Linked DNA regions of Hordeum vulgare: region 2 is linked to region 1. The links are chromatin contacts, called in public HiChIP or PLAC-seq maps. All regions are on one chromosome and are shown on one strand. The core of a region is the stretch at or near the end of the contact, and the rest is flanking DNA. Distances in the headings are between cores, read along the strand shown.

The links. HiChIP or PLAC-seq counts read pairs in DNA pulled down with a chosen protein or histone mark.
Region 2: a contact with region 1 is called in an H3K4me3 HiChIP or PLAC-seq map of embryo, with 4 times the contacts expected there. The contact joins the promoter of LOC123405404 here to the promoter of LOC123405896 in region 1. A contact is called at or near these places in 2 of 6 Hi-C or Micro-C datasets (leaf and seedling) and 1 of 1 datasets of contacts at active chromatin or transcription factors (embryo).

The regions. Positions count from the first base shown.
Region 1 is chr1H:32,205,280-32,209,682 of MorexV3_pseudomolecules_assembly, reverse strand. LOC123405896 (putative GPI-anchor transamidase) reads right to left here and starts at 2,109. Exons shown (of 9, transcript XM_045099417.1): 1 at 1,754-2,109; 2 at 950-991; 3 at 709-853; 4 at 1-211. The coding sequence starts at 1,929.
Region 2 is chr1H:32,371,086-32,375,488 of MorexV3_pseudomolecules_assembly, reverse strand. It overlaps LOC123405404 (ribosome biogenesis regulatory protein homolog), which reads right to left and starts at 1,767. Exons shown (of 7, transcript XM_045099121.1): 1 at 1,486-1,767; 2 at 962-1,013; 3 at 746-874. The coding sequence starts at 1,746. LOC123405302 (interactor of constitutive active ROPs 2, chloroplastic) reads right to left here. Exons shown (of 4, transcript XM_045099065.1): 4 at 4,172-4,403.

The DNA of each region.
Region 1 (4,403 bases), core at 860-3,359:
GCTTTACTGCATCTGCTAAATCATGGCTCTGAAGTTCTTCGTTGTCTTGGAACTTCAGAAATTCATCCCCGCCATGCCCAGTCATGTACAATAGAATATGGCTTCCTTCATCACTTAAGAGACGCTTTGATCTTGGTACAGCACTGTCATGTCTTCCAGTCAAAATTCGCAAAAAGTTTTCAACTGTAACCTCGTAACCTCGGTAATCAACCTGCCATTAGAATACCAAAAGAGTAACATCAGCATACCAAGATCAGATATTACTTCTTTATATAAATATCAGATTGCATAGCATTATGAGTGGACAACTTGGAGAATTGCCAGCCCACCTTCCATAAATGACCTAACTGGCCATATTGAACTGTGTAGAGTGTGCCTTAAGTATCCATCCCTTTGCAAAATTTGACCATCTTTTAGGAGGCATTATTTCATAATATTATCAATTTGAAAATCAGGATTGTAGGTATTGCAATATATCAGTCATATGCCTATGGGCGTCTACTTGTTGAAAAAGAGGTCAAGTAGTCGTAGTGTGCCATTTACTGTGGGTATGCCTGCTTAGATATCATCAACTATTTAGTAGCTTTGGTACCTCACTGGTATCAATGATACATGCACATCATGGGCTTGGTGAAATATTGCACCCGAGTGGTTATCAAACAACAATATGAATTCAGCAGCACTATTTTCAGAGTAAAAGAGATTCACCTCAACATTGTCACCATAAAGATTAAGCTGGTGGTTCTCATTGTTGAACACTTGGGCAGGATAATTGTTCCGGGAATTACAAGCCATATCATCCGCCAACATAAGTATTATCCGCTCGTCAGGTATTCCTAATCTCTTAACAGTCCTGGGAAAAAATGGTATATCCAGTAATAAGGAATAACCTTACATATGGCATTGATTAACAATTGCATATAATGGCAGAATATTATAAGTATACTACCTGTACAAAGACAGCGTGTTGGCCATATGTCTATAATTAAACCTGCAGAACATTTCAATAATAGGTCAGAATTAAGTGACAACAGGGATAAGCAGCAGAACCAAACATCAACAAGACAACATAAAAGCATAAGCCACATATTCCAATGCTATAGGTAGATGGGAACTAAACATGCATCTCAGAGGGAAAACTGTTAAAACATTGACTGGTATTAACACAACTACTCCCTCCGTTCCTAAATATAAGTCTTTTAAAAGATTTCACTAAGGGACTACATACGGAGTAAAATGAGTGAATTTTATACTCTAAAGTATGTCTATATACATCCGTATGTAGTCCTCTAGTGAAACCTCTAAAAAGACTTATATTTAGGAACGGAGGTAGTACAAGTGTGCACATTCGATCCTTGGCATTCTTCTTCTGTGTATTCGAGAAAAAATTACAGTTGTGCATGTGTTCATACCAAAATGTTTATCAAAAGACACTTGTGCTCACCGAACCTACATCAATACAGTTAAACATTTTAAGTAACCATCATCATTATTATTACACACCCATAGAGAGATCGAATAAACTCCATTCAGTTATCAGCTGTACAACCCCTGAGATCTCCGGCCATACTAACAGATCCCTGTTGAAGTTATAGCAGGGCAGGAGAATTCAATATGGAGCTTCAGGGCAAATGCTCTGGCACTGATGACAATCACAAACTATGTCGCAATCAGAAGAATAAGGCACTAGAAATGGATCCTAGCCAATGAGAAAAAACTAATCACTGCATATACATGATAGAGGGGGTCTCACCAGAAGCGGGATGTGCAGACGAGCACGGCCCAGTTGTTGTTGTGCACAGCGGCGGGAGACGACGACGACGACGCGGCGGCGGGGGAGAAGGCGAGGAGCACGAGCAGAAGAAGCGTCTTGAGGGGGGAGAGGGGAGTGGGGCGTGAGGGCCTGGGGCACCATCCGGAGAACCCCATGCTCGCCGCCGGAGCCAGGCGCAGGATCAGACGCTGCCCTGAGCTGACAGCCGGAGGTGGGGCGGAGCAGAGGTGGCGGGGTCCGCGTCGGGTTGAGAAGAGGTGGTAGGCGTCGGCGGTGACGTACGGGTCGCGGGGCCTCACGGTGCTACCGGCGGCGGCGGCGGCGGCGACGGCGACGGCGACGAGACGCTACCCGATGCCGGGATCCATGCCATGGGGGAGGTGGCGGCGGCAGATCCTCTAACGTGGCTCGGCCACGGTCCCCTGACTTTTGTTCCATCCACAACCGTTAGATCAGAAATGGAAGGAGCAGATTGCCTGTCGCACTAAATCTGAGCCCGACCGTGTGGAGTGGACTAATCCTTACTGCGCTACGAGAGCGACTCCTGGACAAAAACAAAAGGTGAAATAAGTTTTTTTATTATTATTGTGTAAACCTCTAACGTTTTTTTAGTTGTGTGAAATGAGTGAAATGTTTATATTTGAAATGAGAGAAATTAGATTTTTGAATTTACTGGAATCATTTTTCTAAAATGGCTGATTTTTTAGAACGAGCGGAACCTATTTCTTCTATAAAGTGAATCTATCTTTTTGTTACGTAGAAAAATGTTTTTTGAGAAGGGCGGACCTTTTTTCTGAAATGAGTGGTTTTTTTTTTCAGTGAGTGAAATTTGCTATCTCAAATGAGCAAAATCAGTCTTTTCAAAATGTAACTGATATTTTGAATTTAATGGAATTGTTATTTTAATGGCTGGCTTTTTTTTAATTGAGTGAAATCAATTTTTTTTAAATTAATATATATTTTCCAAATGAGTGGATTTTTGTAATTGGGTGAAATGAGTTTTTTTGAAAGGAGTGAAATCTGTTTTTTGGACAAGTGAAATATTTTGTTTCGTTATAGTGAAATGAGTTGTTTGAGAATAGTTCTTTTATGAGTTAACCCATTCTTTTGGAATAAGATAATATGTATTCTGACTTGAACGAAATCCGTTATCTGAAACAAGTTGAAATCAAATTTTTTTATAATGAGTGATTTTCTTTAATGCAGTGAAATCAATTTTTGGCATAATTTTTTGAATTGAATGGAATTAGTTTTAAAAATGATTTTTTTTAATTGTGTGAAATCAGTTTTTTGGAATTAGTGAAACCTATAATTTTGAAATGAGTGAAATTCAAATTTTGAAATTTGTGAAATCTTTATTTTTTTAAACTATTTTGGAAACTAGTGATTTTTTTGAAACGAGTAGTGTCGTGGGAATGATCCTAATAATAATACAAGGGGTACGAATGATGGGGCGAAGCCTAGTTAAGCGTAGTGGATACACTCGGATGTACGAGTTCGACCCCCACTCGAAAATGGTAATAACCCTACGTCTCGAGCCATGAAGCTGGTGATTCTTTATGGGGGATGTGATATTACAAGATGCTGAACCCTTGCTCAGGAGTCCGGGGTGGCTTATATAGAGTGCGCCACCATCGGCCCGGCCTCATTACAAGGACGAGTAAATGCTAATAATTACGGAAGTTACTAGTAATAACATATCTAACTCTAGCGTTACTGGTAACACACGTCTTCACTTCACTTCATTTGGTAGTTCAAGTATGTGGCCGTTGCAGTCTCTTCGTTACCCACGCCCTGTTACAGCCCGAGTGTGGAGGCATGTCGGACTGATATGAGACAGTCCGAGTGACACCATGTGTCCGAGTGAACACTTACTTGACCGAGTGAGACCATGACTTCGTAGGTTACTTTTGGACGCTGATGTCCACGTAGGGTCTTGGGGAAGCCTAGGGATGCAGGTCCGTAGGACTACCCCTAATGTACAACCCCGTCAGTAGCCCCCGAATCAGTTGGGGTTTTACTGCCCGAGTGGAAGGCACTCGTTTGTACTTTCGGCGTCTAGGGGCCGCCGAGGACGTAGCTCGGAGCTACATCACTCAGGCTCTCAATGAACCGCTACAGATTCAAGAGTGAAAGGATCCGAGTGTGGGAGTATAGGAGATATTCCCTAGAGGCAATAATAAACGTTATTTTTTATGTCCATGTTCATAACTATGTTTATGTTCCATGCTACAACAGCTATGGTTTTCGAGTCTACAATAAGCACGAGGCTCAGAGGTAGACTCATATGCACGTGTGGAATAATAAATGGTAAAATGTATTCCTAGTCTCGCCTCTAAGACTAGCTCAAGTGTTGCGTGATGGTTCTGTTTTCCTGATCATGGGCATGACTATGCCGGCAACTTACAGGGCACAATGTTAGTAGAACACTTGTGTTGAATCGACCCAATTGATGTTATGCTATGAGATACATTCGTCACAAGTTAATGGTTAATAACACAAGGAAAGTTCACGTTTGCATAATTCCTTAGACCATGAGAGTTTTGAGTTCCTTCGTACTTGCTTCGTGAACTTTGGGGTTTGTTATACGCCATTTGTAACAGGGTGGCTATTATGGCTGCTTACGGGT
Region 2 (4,403 bases), core at 518-3,017, 170 kb before region 1:
AGGGAGTACATTTTAAAGCTAATTCCATTGATATTTTAGACTGATTCATTCAGTCATAAATGAAAAGATTACTGGAGAGTAAAAATGATAGCTGGACTAAATCAGAGTATGAAGCAGAAATATTTGCAGGTTGTCAAGCATTTGTGTCACAGCACACAACCGTAATAGGTACTCCCTCCGTCTGGAATTACTTGTCGAAAAGATGGATGTATCTAGATGTATTTTAGTTCTAGATACATCCATTTTTATTCATTTTTGCAACAAGTAATTTCGAACGGAGGGAGTACTCGGTAAGGTTAAAGCTCTAAATGATTGCTACTCCCGTTACAGAACAAGATTGCTAGTCGTTAGATTCAATTAGTCAAAACGCAAAGAGCATTGAAGATTTAAAATGAACACTGGACTAAATCAGTGTACATAAGCAGAAACATGCAGGCTGTTAAGCATTTGTGTGACAGCTCATGATAACTGCAATGTGTACTTGGCACGGGAAAGCTCGAACAGATTACAACTATTGCTACAAAACAAGATTCACCATATACTCCCTCCATTCCTAAATATAAGTCTTCTTAGAGGTTTCACTAGGGGACTGCATACGGAGCAAAATGAGGACTACATACGGAGCAAAATGAGTGAATCTACACTCGAAAGTATGTCTATATACATCCGTATGTACTCCTCTAGTGAAACCTCTGAAAAGACTTATATTTACGAACGGAGGGAGTACAAAAGACAAGTTGCTCACCGTCTGTCGATTTGGCTTCAATGATTGGAACATCTCTGTCATCATTAACACGGTCATAGCCATAAGTCCGCTTCCAGGAATTAGTTTGCTCGTCCCATGCACGCTTGTTCTTCTTGTGCTTGATAATCCCTGCAAGTATGTTCCTGTCATATTAAATCCAAGCAAGTACACTTCCAATGAAAACGCTCAGAAAGCAAGCAAGAATAGCAAGTTCACCTTTCGACTTCGCAAACGTCTCCCACTTGGTAGGAGGCTTCGGCCTCGGCAACTGGTGACAGGAAAGAAAAGGATCAAGCATTTTGCATGTTTGCAAATACATGCATATACTTATCATAACACAGGTCCTGTTCAGCTTAATATCTCCTTTAAGGATTAGTGCAGAGCAAGAACGAAAAAACTAGAACCCATACATGCAAACAACAATCGAATAATAACACGCTGGCCGGGGCAGCTGCACTCTCATGCCAGTATGGTATCCTGGCATCTGTCGTAACCTACACATCCTACAGGCCACAGATATCAATCACTCCACTGCATCTTCGGCATAGGAAATCGTAAAATTAAGCATAGGCATACTGCAAGCGCCCCTCTGAAACCCCACGCTAATCTACTCACACGCTCGCGGAGTAGCAGTAGCCAGCAGTAATCATCCTCTAAAACAAATCGAGAGCAACCGATGGTAGCGGGCAGAGATGGCGTGAGGGGGGGAGAGAGAGAGGGTGGGGATGCGGTATTCTCACGTGCTTCTCGCGGGGCAGGCGGTTGGCGGGCGGCGGGAGGCGGACGACGGGGCCGTCGCGGCCCTCGGTGGCCGGCAGCGAGAAGAGGGCGTTGGCGACGGCCTGCGCCAGCTCCGTGGCCTTCCGCAGGCACTCGTTCCGCAGCTCCGCCCTGGAGGACGCGGCGCCGGCGGCGAGGTGGTGCGAGGGGTCGTAGGCCAGGAGGTGGCCCAGGTCCACCTCGAAGTTGGTGGCGGAGGCGGATGCTTCTTCCGCCGCCATTGCTGCTGCGGCGAGTGTACGGCGGGTTTGGGGGAGGAGGAGAGGAGGCGTGGTGGTAGTGCTTGGTTGGGTTTTATTAGTGACCTGGGCTGGGCTGGGCTGGAGGATACGGGCTGGGCCTCTGGGCTGGATAACTGAATATGGGTTGTTGCTTCGTCCCCTTCTGGGCTGGGGGCCTTAACCTTCTGGGCCGGGGGCCTATATACTGTCAGGCTAGATCACAGTGGGTAACTTGAAGGGCAGTCGTTCCTCAAAAAAAAAAAAAAACTTGAAGGGCAGTCGGTGTCGCCGCCACCACCGCCGGTGATGGTGGCGGTGACCATGGTCGTGGCCTTCTATTTTAACAATACTCCTCTACCCTGACACGGTTTTGCTGCATTCCTCAAGATGTTGCATCCAGAATTCTTAATCCTGGTGCGGTCGGTGCTCGCTTCCCAAGTGATCTACTTCATTACACCCTTGGTCGTCCAAACTGCCATCCTACGGAATATCGACAAGCTCGAGCGGGCCTTTCTGTGATCCGGGTCCGATAAGACAAACGGGAGAAAATGCAAGGTCAATTGGGACTTGGTCAGTCGACCGCTTGCTTATGGCGGCCTCGGGATCCTCAACAACGAAAAGTTCACGCGGGCACTGCGCTTGCGGTGGCCTTGGTACGAGTGGAAAGAGCCCACAAAGTTATGGGTTGGGAGTGGAAACCGTGCAGTGCGGATGACATCGACTTCTTTTATGCATGTACCACCATTACAGTCAGAAATGGTGCGCGGACTCCTTTTTGGGACTTCCCCTGGCTTCTTGGCCGCAAGCCAATGGGTATCACTCCACTCATTTACGAGTCCTCCTCCTAGAAGCGTTGGAAGGTTCACGAGGCCCTTCAACAAAATGCTTGGATTCCCAAGATCGGACTCGTGCATCAATTTCAATCGAGCATATCACGCAATTCTTCCACCTTTGGATGCTCCCGCAAGAGGTGCAGCTCGATGAGGTTGCTGAAGATGATAATATTTGAAAGCTTGTGGATTTAGGGCAATACGCGGCTGCCTCTACCTATATGGTGCAGTTCTTGGGGTTGGTCCTATCCCGCATGGACAAAATGGTTTGGAAGGTTTGGGCAACGCCCAAGGTCAAGTTCTTTACGTGGCTCGTGCTCCAAAACAGAATATGGACGGCTAACAGGGTGGAGAAGCGAGGATGGCCAAATTGTGGCCCCTGCCCCATTTGTAGGGGCATTCAGGAAAGGAGTCTACACCTCTCTTCAGATGACGTTTCGCTATCAGCTTTGGAATTTGGTGATCCAGAAATTTCGCATCCATGACTTCGACACATCCGCCTGACACATGTTCAGCTCCGTTGAGGTGTGGTGGGCGAGCACGAGCGTCATGGGCATTGCCGGCCGAAAAGCGATGGCCTCGATGACCATGTTGGTGTCGTGGATCATATGAAACGAGCGTAACGCGAGAGTGTTTAGGCAAAAGAGCGCTCCTCCGCACATCTTGCTCAATATAATCGTCGACGAGGCCAACGTTTGGATTGAAGCAGGGGCTAAAAACCTAGGGTCTTTCTTATTGCGAGAATAATTGTCATGACGTAAATTGGGTGTGTTGTAACAAACTCTTGCTCCTCCTTATTTAATACTACCTCCGTCCGGAAATACTTGTCGTAGAGATGAATGTATCTAGACTTATTTTAATTGTAGATACATCCGTTATATGCATTTTTAGGATAAGTATTTCCGGACGGAGGAAGTATATGAGTCAAATCTTTTGTTTCCGTTTAAAAAAATCTTAATCGCCTACCAAGGATGAAATACAGTGCCGGCGTGTATTGCTATTCATCTATGCGCACCCAGTATGTCTTGCATTTAATACACATTTTTACCTGATATGATACGCTTAGGGACCTACATTTGTTACTGCCGTTCGCAAGCCATTTGACATAATTCTGGGTCAGTTTTGGCATCATCAGATGATAGCAGTGAAACTCTTAACATTCACACCCACAAATTGTGCGTGACACTCGACTGTCATCGTACCTCCAGCTCTAATCAGGTTTCTGCGTAGCCCCTCTACTTCCATACCATGAAATATTTATAGGTTTCTGCGTCGACCTCAACTTCCAAACAATGAAATGTTTATAGGATTACTCACTGTACAAATCTGAACTTTCTTTTGAAGTTTGCATCGACCTCAACTTCCAATGTTTATAGGATTACTCACGGTACAAATCTGAACTTTCTTTTGCGGTTTGCATCTTTGCAGACGCATAATGGTCGTTATATTCTTCTGTTTTGGCTCGCTAAACTTATCACAACTCTCCTCCTTTATCCAGGCTTCGGACCAGCTATGCTGAGACAACATAGGGGGAGTTGCAAGATTGAACATAAAAGAAGAGAACTGGAATAATTAAGATGGTAAGTACAGGATAATTAAACATCAAGGTGGTTTCTTTCAACATAACAAACATAGGCATGCAGGCAGCCAAACAAAAGCGGCTGCTCCAGGATCTGATGACACCACAATCCACAGCAGGTTCTCTCTCTTTCAACTAACTCCAAACAAGAAGGGACAGATATCCATCTATCATTCCACTCCATTCCATCACATCCATCATCCTAGTGAGTAACCCTAGAAGCTCAGCTATAGATTTCTACTACTCAT